Regions from separate parts of the Mus musculus genome. Here region 2 is linked to region 1. The links are chromatin contacts, called in public targeted proximity ligation maps. All regions are on one chromosome and are shown on one strand. The core of a region is the stretch at or near the end of the contact, and the rest is flanking DNA. Distances in the headings are between cores, read along the strand shown. Region 1 overlaps Myof (myoferlin). Region 2 has its middle 21 kb from the start of Gm32294.

The links.
Region 2: a targeted proximity ligation map of pancreatic cancer cells shows a contact between it and region 1. A contact is called at or near these places in 1 of 39 promoter capture datasets (hippocampal neurons) and 3 of 130 datasets of targeted methods (bone marrow-derived macrophages, pancreatic cancer cells and vascular smooth muscle cells).

What each region holds. Positions count from the first base shown.
Region 1 is chr19:38,035,346-38,040,831 of GRCm38.p6, forward strand. The region is part of intron 1 of Myof (myoferlin); the gene reads right to left. Among named protein-coding and RNA genes, the nearest start is that of Myof, 5.5 kb to the right of the region's middle.
Region 2 is chr19:37,512,264-37,517,749 of GRCm38.p6, forward strand. No RefSeq gene overlaps it. Among named protein-coding and RNA genes, the nearest start is that of Gm32294, 21 kb to the left of the region's middle.

The DNA of each region.
Region 1 (5,486 bases), core at 1,941-4,440:
TGGTTCAAGTTCTGGGCTTTCAGGTCTCACACTGCAGTAGATACATCTGGTATACCTGGGGTTTGTGTCCTGGGCTGCTGTACTTTTGGATCACAGACATTGGGATGAACCAATCTCACACAACTATGCCAACTGGGGTCACTCTCTTGAGGTCTGTCTTGGGGACAATGTGGGGGGGGGGGAATGAGAGAGGGTGAGAAGAAGTAACTGGAGGGAAAGAGAACACAGGGCTGCAAATGGCCCTTGCCTGACAGTAGTCTGGCCCCTTGGAGCCCATAATCTATATTCTGTAAGATCTCTCTGAGGCTTTAGAAACCACGCTTTCCTTGCACAAGCTTGAATGAGCTTCTGCTCCTTGCAGAGTGACACTTGGCGGTGGCACCTTACCTTTCCAGGTTGGGCAGGGATGCAATGAGAGGAGTGGATGAGAGCCACATCTCAGCTTGTCTGAGGAAATGCTCCCCATCTGACTTGTGGGAAGCCAGCTATGTTTGTTTTCAAATATCACTTTCACCTTCTAAGCTGTTGTCTCCGATTGCCTCCCTCATGACAGTCTCTTTCAGAGCCACCCCACCCAGCCTGTGCTCACCCACAGGGTAAACACTCTGAGGGGTCACGGGGATGGCTGGAGTTCCATTTCACAATGAAGCACAAGAAGTCCCATTAGCCTGCTAGGTGTGGTTTTCTCACTTATTTGGCTCAGTCAGGCTTCATTAGCTCCTCCCTTCTAAAGGTGGTCCTGAAGGAGCTGCCTCTGTTCTGGAGAGCAATTGACTCAATCAACAAACCCAGGTAATCCCCCAGACTCCTGTTGATGCCATTCTCAGAGAGGTTTTCCAGTAGGTTACCATGCATCACAACTCCCTAACCGGACTACCCTTGTTAATCTCACCACATACACCCACAACTCCACTATCCTTTGTGGTTATTATTTTTTTCTAAGATTTATTTAGATATGTGAGTACACTGTAGCTGTCTTCAGACACACCAAAAGAGGGCATCAGGTCCCATTACAGGTGGTTGTGAGCCACCACATGGTTGCTAGGAGTTGAACTCATGACCTCTGGAAGAGCAGTCAGTGCTCTTAACTGCTGAGTTATCTCTCCAGCCCCTTTGTGGTTGTTTCAAAGTCTGGAATAACTTCTTCCTCCATCCCTCCTTCCCCGCCCCCCCCCCCATCCCTCCCTTACTTTTTCCTTTCACAGGATCTCACTATGCAGCCCAGTCAGGCCTTAAACTTGTGATCCTCCTGTCTCAGCCTCCCAGGTGTTAGGATGACCCGAGTGTAAACTATGTCCACTACTTCCTCCTAATGATGTCTTCATGTATCCTTTAAGACCAACTTAAATATAAACACTTTCCTCTCAAAGCTTTCTGTTCTTCTGTTTACTCTTTTTGCTTGCTTGCTTGCTTGCTTGCTTGCTTTCTTGCTTGCTTGCTTGATTCAATTTTTGAGACAAGGTCTTCCTATATATGCCTGATCTGGAACTAGCTATGCAGACCAGGCTGGCCTTGAACTTGTGGCAATTCTCTTGCATCTGTTTCTCAGGTCTGGGATTACAGGCACATGCCACCAAACGTGGCCTCCTTTTACTCATAAATTGCAACTTTTCCCACGCTTCCAACGAGGTACTAGCTTGCATCTCATGCATCTCATTCTAGTGTCGGAGGCCTAGGAGAACAGCCGTGTTAGGTGTTTTCACCATGGCTCCTGACACTGGCAACTTATCAAACAGGAGAGGAAATTTAGAATTCCTATGTGCAAGGCCTTCTGCATTTCCACCTGATCCACAAGTCACCCTGCAAGGTAGGAGAGGCCATCCTATTTTGTGTTTCTGTTGCTGTGATAAAACACACCATGACCAGAAGCAACCTGAGGAGAGGAAAAACTGCATTTGTCTTACATGCTCTGTTCACAAATGATCATAAAGAGAAGCCAAGGCTAGACCCTGGAGATGAGAACTGAAGCAGAGACCATGAAGGGACAGCAATTACTGATTTGTTCATCATCCCTGCTTGGCTTGCTTCCTCATACAACTCAGGACCATCTGCCCTGAGATGGCACCACCCACAGTGGACCAGGCCCTCCCATATCAATCATTAATCAAGAAAATGCCCCCACAGCCTTGCCTGCAGGCCAATCTCATCCGAGTAACTCCTCAACTGAGGTTCCCTCTTCCCAGGTGACTCTAGTTTGTGTCAAGTTGAAAGAAACTAACCAGCACTGAGTATTACTTAGAACACCGAAACCGGAGATTTTATTTGCTCATAAGCAATTAGAAAACAAGAAATGGCAATTAGAATTCCTCAGGTATGGCTGGCTCTAAAGCCCAGGGCCTTTACTCTGTAATGGCCAATTAGAAGTCAGTTGATAAAGGCTTAAAGTGGCAGATGTCCCACAGCTGTTTTTTTTGAACGAAAACTGTGCTCAAAGTACAGCCCTGTTCAACAGAGCAGCTGTTCCACCGAAGCTTGCCGTGAGTAGGGAGACGGTTGTCATGCCACAGTGTTCTGGGTAGTATCTGTGTTATAGACCAGTACACGTTTCACATATGAATCTTCAGCAGGAAGGGCAGCGGCTTCATGTAGTTCTTTTCAAATAGAAGAATTCAAACACATCAATTTATCTGGATAACAGGAGCTACAAACCGGTTGTGTTCAGTTCAGTATCAGGAATGTGTGGAGCAGTTGTTCCTTTACCTAGATCCACCCACAGGGCACATGAAAGAATTCTAAGTGTAATCCTTCCTGAACAACGGAAGATGGGCCAATCACCGTGGCCCCTTTCAGGATTAACAGACAGAGGCTTTGTTATTCCAAGATGTCTCTAACCTCCTTCCATCTCTTTCAGTGGCCAATGCTGAAAAAGCATATTCAACATCCATCAATCTATCAGTTGTTGGAGAAGGCATAAATATGCCACTTGGACTGGTCTTAGGAACAGAGAGAAACCAGTGACCAGAAAAGAAGCCAGGGAAGTGCCAGTGTCCTGACTGAGAGCATATGGGTAAGCTATGTTGTGGAGGAGGGAAGGAAAAACAGGACAAGCTAATTAATTTCTAAAAGCAACTGTGGTTTTGTAGATGACTGAGAGCCAAAGAATGTGCCTTTGGGAAATGTACAGTCCCCAGGCTTCGGCAGGGTGGGGCCACCATCCTTCAACAGTTAGTCTCCAAGCCCTTTTCTCCCGGAAGTGAGGAGAATGACTCAGTAGATTAAACAGTTTTGCTTTCTGAAGTATTTGTCAATACAATACCATGGTTCTACTGAAGTACCCAAGTTTCATGACCATCATTACCTGTGAAGAACTGTCTAGACTCTACAACATACCCTAGGTAGATCAAGATTCTATATGGACAGCTTACCTCCATAGTCTACAATGAATGGACCCTGTGAGAGATTTCACCACTCCGAATGGAATCTCACAGCTTCTTAAAGCTTATCTAAAAGATTCTTTTAGAATTTACCTCTGGACAGTAGGGGTTGGCTCAGTGGGTAAGGTACTTGCTGAGCAAGGGCAAGGGCCTGAGTTCAAATCTCCAAAGCCTACAGAAAGTTGGGCACCGTATGACCCTATAATTCCAACTCTCTTACAGAAGAGATAAGAGAATCCCCCAGAAACTTGTGGGCCATCTACAAACAAGAGACCTGCCTCAAACAAGGTGGAAGATGAGAAGTGTCATTCAAGGCTGATCTTAGACTCCATTCATGCACCACTGGTGTGGACATTGTACACACATACACACATCACACACAAACAGATACATACACAAAAAGAAAAAGGAAGGAAGGAAGGAAGGAAGGAAGGAAGGAAGGAAGGAAGGAAATGCCTCAAGATTTTGAATGTTTCTCACACAAGGAAATACAAAATCTTGAGGTGGTAATTAAGCCAAATTGCCTTGATCTGATCATCACACACACACACACACACACACACACACACTCACACTCACACTTACTATGTTCCCTAAGATGGTTTTGAATGGAAGCTTGGGTGCAAAGTGACCCTATCACAAGGACAGGATAGGAAACCTGCTGTTGTGGCCGCCATGTTTCCCTGGAAAGGGATGATCCTATGAATAAAACACTGCTATGAATAAAACACGCCAGCGTATGAGTATACAAGAAAGGTTTCTCTCTATTAACCTTTTCAAAAGACTCTTTTCATACAAAAGCAAGGGATGAAACAGAGGGGAAAAGGAAAGTATATGGTAATATCCAGCTAGCAAAATGACCTTTAAAGGGCTACAGGCCAACAAACAAACTAAAAAATCCCCACAGCACCAACCCTTCAGAAGCGCACATGCTCACAAGGCTGGAGCAACTTGTCTGCCTACAGCAAGAGGATGTAAGAGATTCAAACCTAATTGTTCAGACTAACACATCAGGCGTGATGGCAAGTCCCAGCATTCAGGATAAGGAGAACTGGAGAACGAGGAAGATCAGAGGTTCAAACTCATCCTCAGATAGCTCTGGACTTGACGATCATCCTGGGCTACATGAGCCCCTGCCTCAATTAAATTGATTGGATCAGTGGTCCCTAGGAAGACTGCAAACACAGCAGGAAGAGTTGTCATTTTTCAGTTGTTTAATCCCTTTTATGCTTTGGTTTACTTTATTTGACCGTCATTCAAAGAATTAAGATCTGATATTAACAAAAATTAAACAAAATTTAATTGTTTTCTTTTATTGTTTGTGTTTGTGTCTCTCTGTATGTATGTATGCATGCATGTATGTATGTATGCATGTATGTGAGTGTGTTGGGGGGTGGTTAGGGGACAAGTTACAGAAGCATGTTCTCTCTCCCCATGGGGGTTCCAGGGACTGAACTCAGACAACCAGGCTTGGCAGCGAGTGTTTTTAACCATCGACCCTCTCGCTATCCCACAGTTAGAATGTCTAAATGCTTATGTCTGGGAGTTGAGAGGTCTCAGAGGCTTGTATATTTAATCCCTGTTGGGCCCAGCTGCACACGCTAGCTGTCTACAAGGAGCTTGAGGCAGATAGCTACCTGTAGTTCTCAGCAGGCTGGCTTAAAATTTAGAACTGGTTCGTGGAACCCAAGACGGAAAAGACATAAGCTCTGCTGCCTTCATAATCCACTCCTGCACACCTTCATTTCCACAAAAGAAGCACAACCAGCCCTTCTGGTTCACCCGAGGCCCGGAGCAACAACTCCACAGCCAGCCGAAGGCTATACAAAGGCCTGAGATCTGCTCCAATGCAGTTAGTTGGTGACTAGTACGTTTGCTCCCAGATGCAGTGTAATTGCAGGCTAGCAGGGTCTCTGCTGGGAGTCAGAGATGTGGTACTCAAAGTCCCAGCAGTGAAAGACTTGGTCTCCAGCCTACCATGAACAGGCAGTGGAACCTTTAAGAGCTGGGGACTTGTAGGAGGAGTTAAGTCATTGGGGTGTGCCTTTGTCCCCTCCCTCTTTTCCTGGCCATGTACAAGACTGCTCTGCCATACACTCCTACCAGATGGTA
Region 2 (5,486 bases), core at 1,483-3,982, 520 kb before region 1:
TGTCCTGAGATCTGGTTCCCTGCTTTTATATGTATAAGACTATCCATATCCAGAAAGGCAAATTTGATGTTTCAAACCCAGCAAAGTAAGGGCTGGAGATGTAGCTCAGTGAGAGAGAGAGAGTTTACCTTACATACTTAAGGTTGTGGGTTCCATTCCCAGTAGTGCAGAAACAACAACAACAACAACAACAACAATGTGACATATATTTCTTTCTATCTACCTTTCTTGTTTCAATCTGCCAAATTATGACTTCATGGACAGATTTACCAGCCTTATTTTTTTTAAGGCTGTCCTTAGTCTATTTAACCATTAATGAAAATTTAGGATGTTTATTTATTTATTTATTTATTTATTTAAGACCATTACTGTGAGAAAACAGTCGAAGGAAGTCTTTTTTTGTAATGGTGGAAATTATATAATTTTTAGGAAGGAGATGGCATACCTGGCAGAGTTTGGAAAATTAAACAAGCGGTTTAAACAGCCTGCCTCTCGATGTCCTCTGATCCACACCAAATCCCCAGCAGTTCTCAAAGCAAAGTGTCCCAAGTATTCTTTGCTAGGGGACACATTGGCTTTACAAGGGGTTGGACCTAGAGTGGAGGCGGAGTAGGAAAAGAATGAGCATCCCTGACACAGGGGTGGAGATGTAGCTCCCGTGGTAGAGTGCTTGCTGCTTGCCTAGCAGAGTTGAAGCCCTGCATCCAGCCCCCTGCATTGCATAAACTGGGCAGAGAGTGAGTTCGAGGCCCAGCCTGGGCTACATAAGAATGAGATGAGAGAGGGAAAATAATAATTTTATTAATTTTTATAATTATATGATTGATACTATTATTATCATCATTATTGTTTCTGGCTGTACTTCATGCTGCAGAATTGCTCAGCACTTCAGACCGCCTCAGGGGAAAGCTGATAGCTCATATCCACTGTGTTAGTCCACTCTGGACCACTGTACTAAAATTAAATTATTTTAATTTAGATAAAAGGTTATTTTTATCCATGCATGATCCAGAGACTAGATCTCAACATAGGGCTGCCAGTTGCACTCCTGCCTCTGGAAGCTACATGCTACAGAAGTGTAAAAGAAACTACCCAAGTCAGGAGCTAGGCAGCAAAGAGGAGGAATGCCAGAGTTCCATAATCCCCTTTAGGGACAAGCCTTTATCAGCGGAGGTCTTTGTAGTAAGCTCCACCTCTTAAAAGTCCATAGCATGCCCCAGTAACATTGCTCTGTTGTTTCATTTGTGTTGCTGTGATAAAACACTCTGACCAAAACCAACTTGGGTAGCAAAGTGTTAATTTGGCTTCTAGTTTGAGGTCACAGTCCACTACTGAAGGATGACAGGGCAGGAACAAGAAGTGTTTTACTGTTTCACACAGCAAAATCTATGATCTGAGAACTCACATCCAAGTAGGTACATCAGAAACCATGTAAGAATGGTGCTTGGTGGTCTGCTCAGGCATTGGCTCAGCCAGCTTCCTTATACAGCCCAGGACCACCTACCTAGGGAATGGTACTGCCTACAGTGGGCTGGGACTTTCTGCATCAACTGACGATCAAGACAACCCCCTCACTCAACAGACCAATCTGCTCTGTGCAATCCTTCAGTTGAGACTTTCTTCTCAGGGGATGCTAGGTTATATTAAGTTGACAGTTAAAGCTAACTAGGATACCTGGCCATCAAACTTTTAAAGTCTTTGGGGGATCCTACTCGTATTTAGGCCAATGTATCCATTAATGACAGTAAAAATCGTCTCAATACTTGTAAGGAAGATCTATACTTTAAAACATATATTAAATTGATAATTGTCTATTCTCTCTGTCCATGCATTTAAAAAAATCATTGAATGCATTCATTACCTGGGCCATTGAGATAGCTCAGTGAGTAAAAGTGCATGCTGTACAAGCTTAAAGACACAAGTTCAAATCCCACATCCTGTGGTAGAGGAATTAAACTGACTTCTGACTTCTGCATGAACACCATGGCACCTGCAAGCCAGAACACACACACACACACACACACACACACACACACACACACACACACACACACACACAGATGCACAGAGGCACACTGATAAATAAAATTAAAAATAAATTTAATGAATATGTACTATAGGCCATACATGGGATTAGGCTCTGGGCATACCAAGATGAATTGAAGCTTATGATGTCTGAGGATTATTCTAGAAGGTTTTACAAAGTCCTCTCATTCAGCTATTGTGCAGGTGGAACAGCAGTTTAGTGGGGTGATAATGAGAGAAAGCATTGTAAAACGGAGGCATTTCAGAGTTTACTTAATATAGCATTTACAGACAGTCCTGAGTAAAATCTTACAGAAAAGGTGCGAGTCCACTTAAGAGTGATAGGAAGTGAAACGCACTTCCCCCAAATCTTATTCATAAGGCTTTTTAAATTAAACAATTAGCATTTGTTTGTTTGTTTTACTTTTTAAAAGAAGGTCTCATTCTGTCACCCAGGTTGACCTCCTGAACGCTGGAATTACAGGTGTGCACCACTAACTAGGCTTGGCACTGAGCCTAGAATTTATATTTTCCATCTCTGCTGCTTCTGCCCTCTGTGACCAGTCCAGGCCGCGAGGATTTTTCTCATATCACTGCACAACTGCCTTTCATTTCCGCCCAGAAGCAACCCCAGCACACCAGAGCCCCATGGAGTGAAACACTGCGTCTTACTTGTGAGCCAGGGCTCCAGCAGAGCAGAAAGCATGACTAACATCTTCTCCACCGCTACATTTAGTAAAACTATATGCAGAATCTACACTGTAACCAAGTAGGGGGTGTGGCATCCTTCTATCCTAAGATACTTTTAAATAGGTTTCCCCTTCTTCCTCTCTCATGGTGACCACACAAGCCTGGCACCTACCCAGGATGCATTTTAAATCAGTGAGTCATTAGGCTATGTTAGGAGGGCTAACCTTATGCAAAGCTGCTCCCGCCAACGAAACAGAAAGGCTTCCAGGACCACTATTCATTTCAAGGAGAGAGTAAACACTTTAGCCAGGGCAGTGCCCTAGTTCAGCAGATTTTTCTTTATGTCCGAGTGCAGTGTGCTGGCAATGAAGAGCAATTGAGAAGTCATAACCAAGAAGATGATTGTGCAGGGCCCTCAGGGTCCCCTGTAAAGTTCTGCTGGTGACCTGAGAGTCACTGCTTGACCACATAGCCAAATATTTGTATTAGGTGTTCCTGTGTTTAACACACTAATTAGAAAGATGGCATTCTTTGACTGCCCGCCCCCCCCAAATCATTTGACTCCTAATCTCTTTCTAGAAACGGCTGCTGGATAAATGGGACTAAGAGTGTGCTTTCTGAAGAGAGACTTTACTGTGTTGCAATAAATCCAGGGGCTGGGGACATTAATGCACCTGAAGTGCTCTTAATGTGTGGGGATCATCCTTCAGGCCCTGTTGCAGAGAACTTTACCTTGAGGGTCATAAATCCTTTGATAAATGACCCTAATGGGAAAAGCTTCATCAAAGGAAACATGGACTCTAAACATAGGTAAATGTATTGGCCAGAATGGAGGCTTCAAGACAGGTGGGGAGACCTTGACACTGTGGGGGATAAACTCACAGCATTTATTTCTGGTGAGGCTGAACGACTGGCTCTGAGAGGTGGTATCCAGGGGAAAATAAGACACCAGTGGGACTCCCCCCTCCCAGGCCCTAAAGCAATGCATTTCTCTTTCTCTTTTCCGTTTATAATCCAGGATGTGGTAGGGACTGCAGGAATAGAAAGCTCCTATCAAAGTGAGTTCTGAGGGCTGGTGAGGAAACTCGGTTTGTAAAGGACTTTCATTGCATGCACAAAGCTGGGATTTTGATTCCCAGTACCGTGTAAACTGGCCATGGTAGCCCGTAATCCAAGCAGATGGGGCAGAAGGAAGATCAGGAGCTTAAATCATCCTTGGCTATACAGTGAGTTTGAGGCCAGCTTGGGCTACATGAGACGGCATAGTCTGAGCCAAGTACAGTCTGAGAACTCCATCGTGGTAATACCAAGAAATTGAAATAAAACAAACACTTTCTAGCGCTACCAAATCCTACCCGGATCTTTGGTAGTGACGACTGAGGCAGGGGAGTGAGTGGGCTCAGAAACTGTATTTTATTTTTAAAATATTATCTAGAACTTAAAAATATTTATTATAATTCATTTCATTTAAAAGTATTATGTACTGTGTTTTAAAATAGTAACAATAAGATTATTACATGTTAACACAGATATAAATAAAATAGATAATAATATAATATAAAATAGATATATTTTCCAAAATAACAATTTGTGAGAATAATGCTTTTTATATGTTTTTGCTAGTATCTTTAGTATCCATCCTAACAGACAACAGGTGGCCCCTCTTGTTGGCACTGCATTGAACCGTTGGTGATAGGCTGTTTTGGTAGGAAGTCCACTCCCAGACAAATACAAAGTTAGAAAAAAATGGATTTTTTTTTAGATCTATCTGTCTATCTATCTATCTATCTATCTATCTATCTATCTATCTACCTACCTATCTATTTTTATGTGCATCAATGTTTTGCTTGTACGTATGTCTATGTGAGCTGTATAAGATAGCCTGGAACTGGAGCTACAGACAGTTGTGAGCTGCCATGTGGGTGCTGGGAATTGAACTCGGATCCTCTGGAAGACCGGATAGTGCCCCTAACCACTGAGCCATTTCTCCAGCCCAAAGAATGTAGTGTTAATGGCATTTTCAGGCTGTTGTGATCTGGGTGGGGGGGAGGACATTTTTATCAAAGTTGGGTAATAGCAGCTTCAGATGGGACAACGGCATTGTGGGACCTGAAATCATAGCACTGGAATGATTCTAATACCCCATTAAAATGTATGCACTTTCCCGAAATCTATATTTTTAGGACTGGCTACTTATTACAGCACTTACATAGAGCAGGGCTGCTTAAACTTTTTCCAAGTGTCCAGTGGAAGGGATGGATGGTTACTAAGTATTGAAGCCACCATGGACTTCCTGGGGTGACAGGAGTGGCTCATCTCAGTTCTCCATTGTCTGCCTTCTTTTGCAATCTACCTTTTCAGCTTTCTCCCATACCTCATCTCTGCCTCCAGTATCTTCTCTCCTTGGCTTTCATAATTAGATGCTATTCCTGTCCAATCACGGCCCCTCCCACTCCTTTCTGTTGCTACATATTCTTTCCCCTGGCTTTAACTGTGTCTCTTCCACGGTTTGGACCTTGGACTAATTTCTTTATTTTCTGCCTGGTTTTGCCTGAAACACTGTCACAGTATCAACCTTCACCTTCAGGCTGATAACCCTGCAATCCATATCTCTAGCCCTGACCTCTCGCCTAAGTTCCTGCCTCTTATCTCTGTCTGTCACCGCTGGAGAGTTCTGCCTGGATTTCCCACCACCACACACCCAGAGCTGGCTTCGAAGACTCCTGCCTATGAGGAAGGTGTGTGTGTGTGCCCTGTGCATGTAAGAAAAT